Linked DNA regions of Macaca mulatta: region 1 is linked to region 2. A link is a contact called in public Hi-C data. All regions are on one chromosome and are shown on one strand. The core of a region is the stretch at or near the end of the contact, and the rest is flanking DNA. Distances in the headings are between cores, read along the strand shown.

Region 1 (5,167 bases), core at 1,468-3,967, 34 kb before region 2:
CCTCTGGTCTAAATTATTTTACCAATTGTTCATGTTCTATGCTCACTGGGGCAACTGAAAGGATACAACGTTTACATACATTCATTTCAATAGTCAAATATGTCTAAACCAAGCTTATTTGTGTTATTTCCTTTTATAGAAATTCTCAGGTTCTCCTTGAAGGTGTTACCGTCTGAGTTCCTAGAGAACAAATCTCAGCTGCAGAATATATAATGTAATTTGAAAGTAAATCAATACTAGAAACAAATTATTTGATCATCATCTTATTATAAAAGATTAAACAGCCACAAATTTTATTTTACCAGGACTAAAATGCATTAAATTACATTTCACTGACATAAGATCAAAAGAACCTCATAAATAGTATGCGATATTTTACCAGAGTGAGGTTACAAAAAAGAAGTCAAACTGAAAAATCCCTGTAATTTTAAAACTCTCCAAAACTATCTCTAAAAGATAGTAATTTTAAAACTCTCTTGACATTTGATCCATTAAAAACAGAAGTTCATCACATAAAGAGAATCATTAAAGACTGATGGAAAACAAACGCCAAGGATTACAAATAATAAGCTCTTTTTTCCAAAATGCAATGTTACTTTTCAGCTGTCACGGATGACTAAGAATGTCCATACATTATACCTTCAACTATCTTTAAATTCAAAGATATTGAAATTATTCTTTCAAATTATTCTTAACAACCTAAATTAAAACCGGACCATGGAGATATAAAATATTTGCTTAAGTACCTCCTGCCAATACACAGTATTAGTTTTCTAATAAAAGTACAACGTTAAAACAAATATGCATATTTTATTAGCTTAAGTTCATAGTTTTTGAAAACAGAAGCGGCTTCTCTCACACAGATTAAAAATAATGCAAAGGCGCTAGAATTTTATATAACATGACAGTGTGGTCAAATGCACTGTAATGTCTAATCTCATGGGATTGGGGATTTTATGAATATGCCCAAAATTACATAATACTGGGGGAAGGAGAGATGGTTTAAAGCTTTTGAGAAATATTGTATGGTAAGTTATCAAACATAATTTTTAAAATATATGTCATTACAGAGTAAAACTTCAACAATAAGTCTAATTAGACATCAACAGAGTCAGCAGTATCTCCAGACGCTGATTTCTCCAGTGCTAAAAAGTACTTTTAAATACGTGCGGCGCCCAGAGTATCAAGTTTTCAAATCCAAATCCCTACCTTCTGCCGATCTGTTCCACTTTATTGTGGCATAAAAGCACTAAAATACATATTCCAAATTAATGAGAACTCTTATCTTCCTCGTAGAGTCCATTGTAAACACTTTTAGAAAGATATTTCAGTAAATCTAAGAAAAATGTTGAATAAATACACACTTTCCTTTCCAACATCCAGAATACTAAAGTATTTATAAATATGCGCCCCCCTCCCCCACACTAGGGAACTTCAGCTTTATGAATTTTTTTTCGTGCTAATGTAGTCTGAACATACTCTCCTAATCTGAAATTTTAAGTGATTAAACATCATATAGCAGGTAACTAAACTGGAATGTTCCAGTAAAGCTACTTCGTTTCTAATAAAATCCAAAGATTATATAATAAGCTTTGACTTTTCAATAATTTTCTATTCTGTCAAAGGCAACAGAGACAACATCCATTTTACAAGAAAACATGGAGTTAATAAAATATATATTATTCCCCCCCACTAAGAACTGCCTTCTCTTTTGTCAATATTACAAGACATTCATCTACTGACAAAGAGAAAAAAACGAACAATTCACTTGCCTGTTAAGAAACTAAATTGGAAGCATTACCACTCATAGGTTTAATTAAGTTGTTACTAGGGAAGAATATTTAAAGCAAAGGGATTATTTAAAGTTCACTGCCAGCCGCTAAATTTGGGGGAAACAGCCTCAACGAGATAGTCCCTATGTCACTTGTCTTCTTCCCCACCACCCACCCTGCACCAAACCCCCATTGTTCTATGTAAAAATTCACAGCTAATAATATCTAAATAGCAACTGCAACATGTATGGTGCAGATGATCCGTATGGGGAACTCTCTCCAGAACCACATTCACTCGCTGCCTTCCTTCCCTCAAATAAAATACAAATTTGATAAAAAATCGATCACAAACTGGGGGGGGAAAGGATCACAGCCTTCCTTCTAGACCGATGGATGACACTCCCGAGGCGGGTGAGGAAATCCCCAGAAGGTTACCATAATAAATCGACCAAGGAAAAAAAAACAAACAGAAACATTTCACCCGGCGTTTTAGAACGCATTTTTTCATAAATCAGCTTTGAAATCCTTGAAAAGTATATAGCCCACGGTGCAGAGGCTCCTCTTCCCTCTTAGCACCGAAGCACAACACAGATGCGGCACGCAGGATTTCTTGTGGCTTTGGATCCCTTGTACACCACTTCCTCCCCAAACCTTGCTGGCGGAGCCAGAGGCCGGCGTCGAGGAAGTCAGAGCCCGGCACCCCGGCGGCCCGCTCTCCCTCCGGGCTACCTGCCTCGGCCTGCGGGAGCGCCGCCCAGCGCGGACACCGGCCCAGACGCACACACTCACCCATCTTTCCTCTTGGCTTTGTAGACGTGACCATAAGTGCCTCGGCCAACTTTGCAGCCCTCGTATTCAAACAGGTCCTCGACCCGCTCCCGCTCGCTGCTCAGCTTCACTTTAAAGTCATAGTCCATTGTCACAGCCTCCGAGGCCGGAGAGCTGGGTCGGGGGGCCGGGGGGCAGGGGTGGGGACCGGGGAAGCACGGGCAGCCGCAGCCCCCGGGAACCCGCCCGCTCTACGCCCGCCGGCCGCAGCACCAGCCCGACTGATGCGGCAAGAGCAGGAGGAGGCCCCGCGAAAGCGCCGGGGACATCCAGGGGGGCAGCGGGGCAGAGGCCGGCCGGGGGTGGAGGAACGGGGAGGATCCCCCGGCGAAGCAGAGCCGAGGGACGAGGGCTGGGGGTGGGGAGCGGTGTCTCTGCCCTTGTCCCCGCGGGCTCCCTGGGCGCCGGCTCCGCCGCTCTCTCCGGTCGCGCGTTCTGCTCCTGCTGCGGCGGGAGCGGCGGGGCGGCCAGGCGGGCTCTCGTCCTCTCACACGCGCACTCACGCCTCACGCGCTCACACACACGCTCACACTCACTCACTCACTCACTCACTCTCCCATACACTCAAACAGAAAGGCAGCGCCGCACAACAGCCGGTACCTCCTCAAAGAGAGGAGGAGGGAGGGCACTCGCGGAACACGGCCGCGGCTGTCGCAAAAACGTCGCGAAGCCTCGGGCTGCCTCCGAACCACCCTCCAACCCGCTCCCGCGGTGGCTGGCCGCCCCTGCTGGCGCTGGCACCCTGAGGACCGTGTGGAGGGAGCAGGGGAGCCGCTGCCCAAAGCTGCCGCAAAACGCAACACGTGGGACCAGCCCCAGCGGTGGCCGGTTCCGAGACTACAATACCCAGAATGCATAGGCCGCCGCCGCTGCCGCCTCTTCTACGACTCCGCCCCACATGGTGGGAATATGGGAGCGTTGCATGTTGGGACTCGTAGTCTAGGGTGAAATTCGTTTCAATCACTTGGGGAAAATTTATTTTTATTTTTATTTTTATTTTTATAGCGATCTAACTAGAGTCTGATTCCAGCCATAAACTTGACCAAAGAGATGCACGTGGGAAGGAGAGTAGCTTTAGAAACACATTTTGTGCCACTCTGAACTCCAGATGTTAAAGGCCACTGTCATCTATAAAAGCGGATATATTTGTAAACAGCTCGCGGGCCAGCAGTTGGGGTACTCTTGGTGTTCACAATCTGATAAGGGCTGCACAATGATGTCAACATACTGACATTACAAGCTCCAGTAAAAGTGAATCAATGACTACTGTCCAAGCTACTTCTAAACATTGTTACTCTTGTGACAGATGACCATCCAACCTTTCCTGTCCATTTATAGGAAGTATTGAGTACAGTACAGCCTTCTGCGATGCTCCCCATAAGAACACCAGTTTCTAGCTATGATTACAGAAAGGATCTAAATCCATGGGAACTAGTTTGTTAATAATTTTGCGGTAGCAGTATGTCCTGCTTCAGGAGTCCTGCTTCAAGATTGATACTAATCTATCATTTTATCTTATCCCTCTTATTTGTCTGTTTTTAATTTTTGGTTTCCAATTGTTACCATTTCCACTAAAGCTCCCCACTTCCCAAAGGGAACTTTGCACTTTTAATGTGAACTTTTTAACACTTTTTTTCCACCTTTCCTGTGTTATTTATCAAATTCCGTTTCATCTTTTATTTCCTCTCCCTTGCTAGATCCTAAGTTGTTATAGGAAGTCATATTTGCATCTTCCATAAAACCTAGTGTCATGCCTTGATAATGATGCACAGTAAACACTTGTTAAATTAATGAATGAATAAACATGTTTATCTCAAAAAAAATCCATATGCATATGATGATGATGAAGATACCATCTTGTGAAAAAACCTCCAAAGGGCTTTCTCTTACATAATTTTTCCTTGGGGAAAATTAGCGACTTCAGCACTGTGTAAAATTAAATTGTTTTTACCTAGCATACTATATAAGTATTTAGTATTTTCGTATACTGGGTTTGAATCCTGTATTATCATTTATTAGTGTGTTCTTGGAGCCTAGAATTTTTTCTTTGCTAAGTGCAAAGCACAAAACACATGTAAGCTTTCATTAATGGCATATTACTTGTTTCCATTCAGTGATGTAAATTGGGTGACTCTGGCAGAACTGCTCCTTTGCATCCTTAAAGAATTACATCTTTCTAAATACGGATTTAAAAGATTCTTCCTTAGTGTATTTTGTATTTTTTGAGGAATGTGTCTTTTGTGCACGTATTTACTCATAGATCTTGAGAAATCAAGCTACCACACCAGAGGAAAAGTTGTGAAGAGGCCGAGGACTCGGCTTGGCCCTACACTGTATCGGGTTCCCCTTCCCCCACCTCCCGTACCAATTATACACGCTATCCTGGGACACTGAAGGTCTCAGACCTTTTTATGTGTGTGTGTGTTTTTGTTTTGAGACAGGGTCTGGCTGTGTCACCCAGGCTGGAGTGCAGTGATGCGATCATGGCTTACTGCAACCTTGAACTCCTCGGCTCAAGCAATTCTCCTGCCCAGCCTCCTGAGTAGCTGGGACTACAGGCGTGTGCC
Region 2 (5,405 bases), core at 687-3,186:
AGGTGTTGGATTCAAGTTACATACATTACCTGACTCTCTACTCACAAAAACCTGCAGCTTCCTACCTGGTAAATCACTTGATTGTATTTTTATTTACACATTTTTATATATTTTTTTAATTCTTAGGGTATATAATAGGAAATAGGAAAAATAGGAAGAGACACAAATGTCCTTCCCACTCAACATGTAAAAAGTATTTGCACTTGGATTATTGCATTTGATTGCACTCTCCAAAATTCACATAGGTATTAAAAATGATTTCTACTTATTTTCTATGATATGTGTTCACAATATCTGAAGTCGTTGCACTATGTGCATTAATCCTGTTTGCCAAAAGATTGCACTTTTCTCTGCTCATACATGCAGTAGGCTGAGGAGAATGTTCTGCCAGGTGCTGTGCTCAGTTCTGGGATTACAACAATGAATAAGACCATTTGTTCACACTTAAGGAGTTCAGACTCTAGGTAGGAAAAACCTAAAATCAGAAAATCATTTCAAGTATTTGCTCAATGACTCTTTTTCCATGGAAAAAGAGGGCAAGGACTTCATTCTGTGAGGACGTGACTGTTTGATTCAGTCTGTATTACCAGCACCTAATACACAGTCACACTATTTGTTAAATACATGAATACATGTTAAAATGGGTTTATATAGAGGGAGTATGGGAGCCCCCAAAAGGGACATTTGCCTAGTTTTATGTGTAGATATTGGGCTTGAGGGTGAGATAAGGGTGTTACCTCAGAGGTATCAGGAAAAATTCCTTAAAGATGAGAACTGAGCTGAGTTTTGGGAGACAGAGAGAATTAGGTAAAAGTGGAGTTGGGGGTTGCGTAGGAGTTCCCGTATCTTGTGGCGGAACTTCCAGCAGTTTCAGAGTGCCAAGACATCAATCTGTCAATGTAAGCAGCGGAGAGACCTGGAAGGACTTTCTAGGCTGTTTTATATATTTCCATTTTAGTATCCATATCCCTATGCTTATTTTAAAAACTTGTCCATAGATCCTTACTACACTGGTAGCTCACTGATGCTAAGGACTGCCCAGCATAATAATGGGAATATGGTAGTTCCTCAAAAATTAATGCAGAAATGAAATAACAAACGGGAGAATGACAAGTAACGGCATTGTGAGCACTCTCCAGTGATGAAGTCATCTGGATAGCGGGGATGTGAGGAAGGGGGCCTATACCAGGTTAGACGGAGACCTACTCAGCATATTAACTAATGGTGAGGCAAGTTTAGTAAGCCTCACATCTCAGAAATAAAATCAGAGAGAGGAATGTTGGGAGTTTCAAACTGCTTTCCTAGCGAGAAGGTGAAAAAACACAAAATGTAGTGGGGTGCAGTGCCTCATGCCTGTAATCCCATTTTGCTGAGGTGGGAGGATTGCTTGAGGCCGAGTACGAAATCAGCCTGGGCAACATAGCGAGACCCTTGTCTCTACAAAAGAAAAAAATGTGAAATTAGTGGCAAGCGCCTGTAGTTCCAGCTACTGGGATGAGGAGGGCGGAACGCTGGAGGCTGCAGTGAGCTACGATCGCTCCACTGCACTCCAGCCTGGGCGACAGGGCGAGACCTTTTCTCAAATAGAGATAGGCAGACAGACTTCAGAATGTATTAGGGTTTGTAATTTCCAGGTTCCAACGAACAGCAAGGGAAAGGGCCTGGCTGGGTAGTACGTTACACCCGGAAGTAAAGGGACGAATACACCTTTGGGTGCACTTTGTAGTCTGGCTGGCAAACAAGCAACACGGACGCGTAGAGTTAAGTGCTGGGACTTCCCAAGCCTGGAAAGCAAGCTGTGTCTCTGCGACTACGCGGCTGCCACCAGCGCTGAGCGGCCGGTTTTTGGCCTCGAGGAGGAGGCACTGTAAGGGCGGCGCGGAGAGGGCGGAACGCGGGACGCAGGCACCCTAGCTCCCGACGGACGCAATTTTCAGTCGCACGGGCGAGCTCCGGTGCGAGCTGCGGAGCGACTCCCCTTCGCCGAGTGGGCGGCCTGGCTGTCTGGAAAGAAGGGCTGGGGCCTGCCGTTCCGCCCGCGGAGCATCCTCCCCAGCTGGACGACCCCACGCTGCAGCACGGGCTTCCGGCTTCTCTCCTCAGTGGCCAATTCGAGGGAACAGCGGGCTCCGGAGGCGCGGCGGCAAGCCTATCCCGCCTCCTAGCCACAGCCTCCAGCACCCGAGAGAACCGCCGTCCGCGGCACACTTTTTCCGGGAAGGAGGCGGAAGGCCCGGGACTTGGAGGACAGGTGGGTTCGAGGGAAAGATCTGGGTCCCACCACTACTTCCTGGAGACGCCGGGGAAAGCAGGCCATCCTTCGAGCCACCCATCTCTTCTCCGATTGGTTAACTGCCCTCTTAATGCGCTCCGCTGGCTGGAGATTGGTTGGGATGCACCGTCTATCACCTGCTTCCCTGTGGGAATCTAGGTCGCTAAGGGAAGCGTTACTTGAGGCTCGGTTGGGAAGAGGTTGGTTGGGCCCCTTGAGCCCACTCTGTTTATCATACTGGGGATCGTCCCCCGGCGCGAGCTTCCGTCGCAACGGCCAGGAAAGAAACCAGTAGCGGGACGGAGGGCGGGGGTGGCAAGAAAGTCAAGGTTTAGAAGTAAGCCAGAGACGCCTAACCCTGGTAACATCCGAATGGGAACGGGATAGGAAGGAAGGCCTTTGAGAGAGGAGGCGTAAACCCAGGAGCAGTGACAGTGTAGGACGAAAGGCCTAAGTTTGTTGCGGGAGGTAGGGGCCTTGCGGGAGGTGTTCATGACCTAATTGTATGGGGATCTAATTTTCTAGATGTGTCTAACAAAATCCACTGGAGAATTTGCTTTGGCTTTGCAGCAGAGTGGGGAGACTCCCACCCGTTCCTGGCCTTCAAAGAGACAGTTTATTGAATTATTCACCTCTCTTTTATTGCTTCAGATGGGCAACTCTCAAAAAAGGTACAAACAATTGAAGGATGGATACCATGGCATATGGTAAAAGCATGTCGAAAGGAAAATAAGGTATTCGCTTTGTTTTCATGGTGATTAATTGTATAAGAAAATTACCTTTAAGGAGAAGCTGTTACGTTTTAAATAATATTAGGGTAGCTTGATTTTATGATAGGTTTCTGTAAAGTTATTTATTACAAAAATCCTATTATTGCTGTACCTACGAAATATGCTCTTTGCTAATTACGGTCCTAATCTGAAGATAGAAATCTTGAGTTTTTAGTAGTGTTAATTCGTATTTGAGTGGATAATGTTACTAGGTCATTTGTTCAAAATGACAAAATAACCACAGTGAAAAAAATCCTTGAATTTGTAATTTAGTGTTACAGGTGAAATTGAATAGTTGCCTACTCCTACAGTGTTTTAGACTTCTAGGCTAATTTCACCTTATATTTAAAGCAGCTTGCTTATTAAACACCTGGTGTATTTCGAGAGGCGGAGTTGCACAGTTGCTTCACTGGTAGCCTAGCCATTTGAGCCTCCAGCCTCTACTGAATCAGGTGCTGTATCACTCATACCCTTTAGTGACATGCCAGAGGTTGTTGAGGAATAGTTTATTTCATCTGTAGAACACCCAAATTAGCTCTTAACAGCAGACCTGGTCCTACCCTGGAAAACTCTAATCAAGGATTGGGGATGAGATTTGGGCATCTGGATTTTTAAAAATGTCCTTAAGTGAGTTTGAGAACCATTGCTTTAGTGTGACTTACTAAATAGATATGTTTAAGAAATTTTAAAATATTTATGAAACAAACATCTTTCTCCCTTGATTTCCTTATCGTTTAAAAGCGAGCTTCTCAGGAGTGACATTTAAATATAATTCAAAAACAGTGTTTTCTTAGGCAAAGTTAGGAAGTTTCACTGGCACTCTGAAACTCCTGGGACTAACCATTCCAGGCTTAAGGATGAGGCTTGTTATGGGGAGATACAAAGTGCTCTGATGCACTTTCACAATCCTTGAGCCATACATGATGTCTTGTTTCCTGTTGGGTTTCAAAGTCTTCCTGGTAGGCTTTAACGAGAGATCACCTCCCAGTCTGTTCAGTAGATATTAATTAGGCTAAATGATTTTTACCTCAACAAAGTGCAGTGGGGGATAATATTACATTCATGAGCCTTATTTTGGAAAGAATACCTTGCTGAAAATAAATGTAAATTATATCATCCCAATACCCCTTTGCTCATTAAGTGAAGAATGTGCATAATTCAAGCCTAAAATTTGTAATTAATGTGAAGTACCCAGATACTGAAACATAAATGAGGACTTCTGGATCAACTTTTCCAGATCATTAGCCGGGTCAAAAATGAGATAATCACTATGGTATTCAGGCATGAGCATTGTGTGGTAAACCCAAATCCAGTCTGACTTAATGGCTTTAGGCAAAGAAGTAGCTCCAATTGTGTTGTATTTCCTAGAAGTTGTTTTTCATTTTATATGTAAGGTTCTCACTGCAAGACTTGGCAAATACAGTATTTGGGTAGGGGACAACATTTAAAAATTAAAAACTGTAAGTTATAAATACAAAGCTAAATGTGGTCCATGACTTAACACCTTGAATTTTGTTTATATTGTTTGAACAGAAAGCCAGGAATCTCAGGATGAATCAGTCTACATCTAGATCAGATGGTGGCAGTGAAGAAAGCTTATCTCAAGACCATAATCATCATGAAAATGAGAGAAGATGGCAGCAAGAGCGTCTCCACAGAGAAGAGGCCTATTATCAGTTTATTAATGAACTCAATGATGAAGATTATCGGCTTATGAGAGACCATAACCTTTTAGGCACCCCTGGTAAGAGATCGGTAAAAGAGGAGACACCTTTTTCCATCATTAGGTGGAAGGATTTCAAGATAAGGAGAATTGGTATTCTTTTTCCCTGTTTCTCTTTATGAAAATATAGTATATTGTTTTTGTGAGTTTAAGAACTTTTTAGTGTAATAAAGTAGAAAATCCCTGGCTTCTGTATTTTATAAGGTGAAAATATGGGACATGGAGCACTGTTACACAAATGCCAAACTAAGAAACAGGTTAATGTACATAATGGTGTTAAGTATTTACATATATGGTCCTATTTGTAATTTTTATACAAATAAAATATGACTTGGCTGGGTGTGGTGGCTCACGCCTGTAATTCCAGCACTTTGGGAGGCCAAGGTGAGTGGATCACCTGAGGTCAGGAGTTCGAGACCAGCCTGGCCAATATGGTGAAACCCCATCTCTATTGAAAATACAAAAAATCAGCCGGGCGTCGTGGTGCGTGCCTGTAATCCCAGCTACTTGGGAGGCTGAGACAGGAGAGTTGCTTGAACCTGGGAGGCAGAGGTTGCAGTGAGCCGAGATCATGCCACTGCACTTCAACCTGGGCAACAGAGCAAGGCTCCATCTCAAAAAAAAATTGACTTAAAACCCA

What was found. Hi-C and Micro-C count contacts between places; a contact is called where the count stands out from the background.
Region 1: a contact with region 2 is called in a Hi-C map of liver, with 2.3 times the contacts expected there. The contact joins the promoter of CDK8 here to the promoter of RNF6 in region 2. A contact is called at or near these places in 3 of 14 Hi-C or Micro-C datasets (CD4 T cells, fetal cortex germinal zone and liver).

The regions. Positions count from the first base shown.
Region 1 is chr17:6,370,804-6,375,970 of T2T-MMU8v2.0, reverse strand. CDK8 (cyclin dependent kinase 8) reads right to left here and starts at 2,717. Exons shown (of 13, transcript NM_001261340.1): 1 at 2,562-2,717. The coding sequence starts at 2,689.
Region 2 is chr17:6,335,789-6,341,193 of T2T-MMU8v2.0, reverse strand. RNF6 (ring finger protein 6) reads left to right here and starts at 1,936. Exons shown (of 7, transcript XR_013407948.1): 1 at 1,936-2,251; 2 at 2,924-3,006; 3 at 4,576-4,786. It also overlaps a transcript of CDK8 not described here.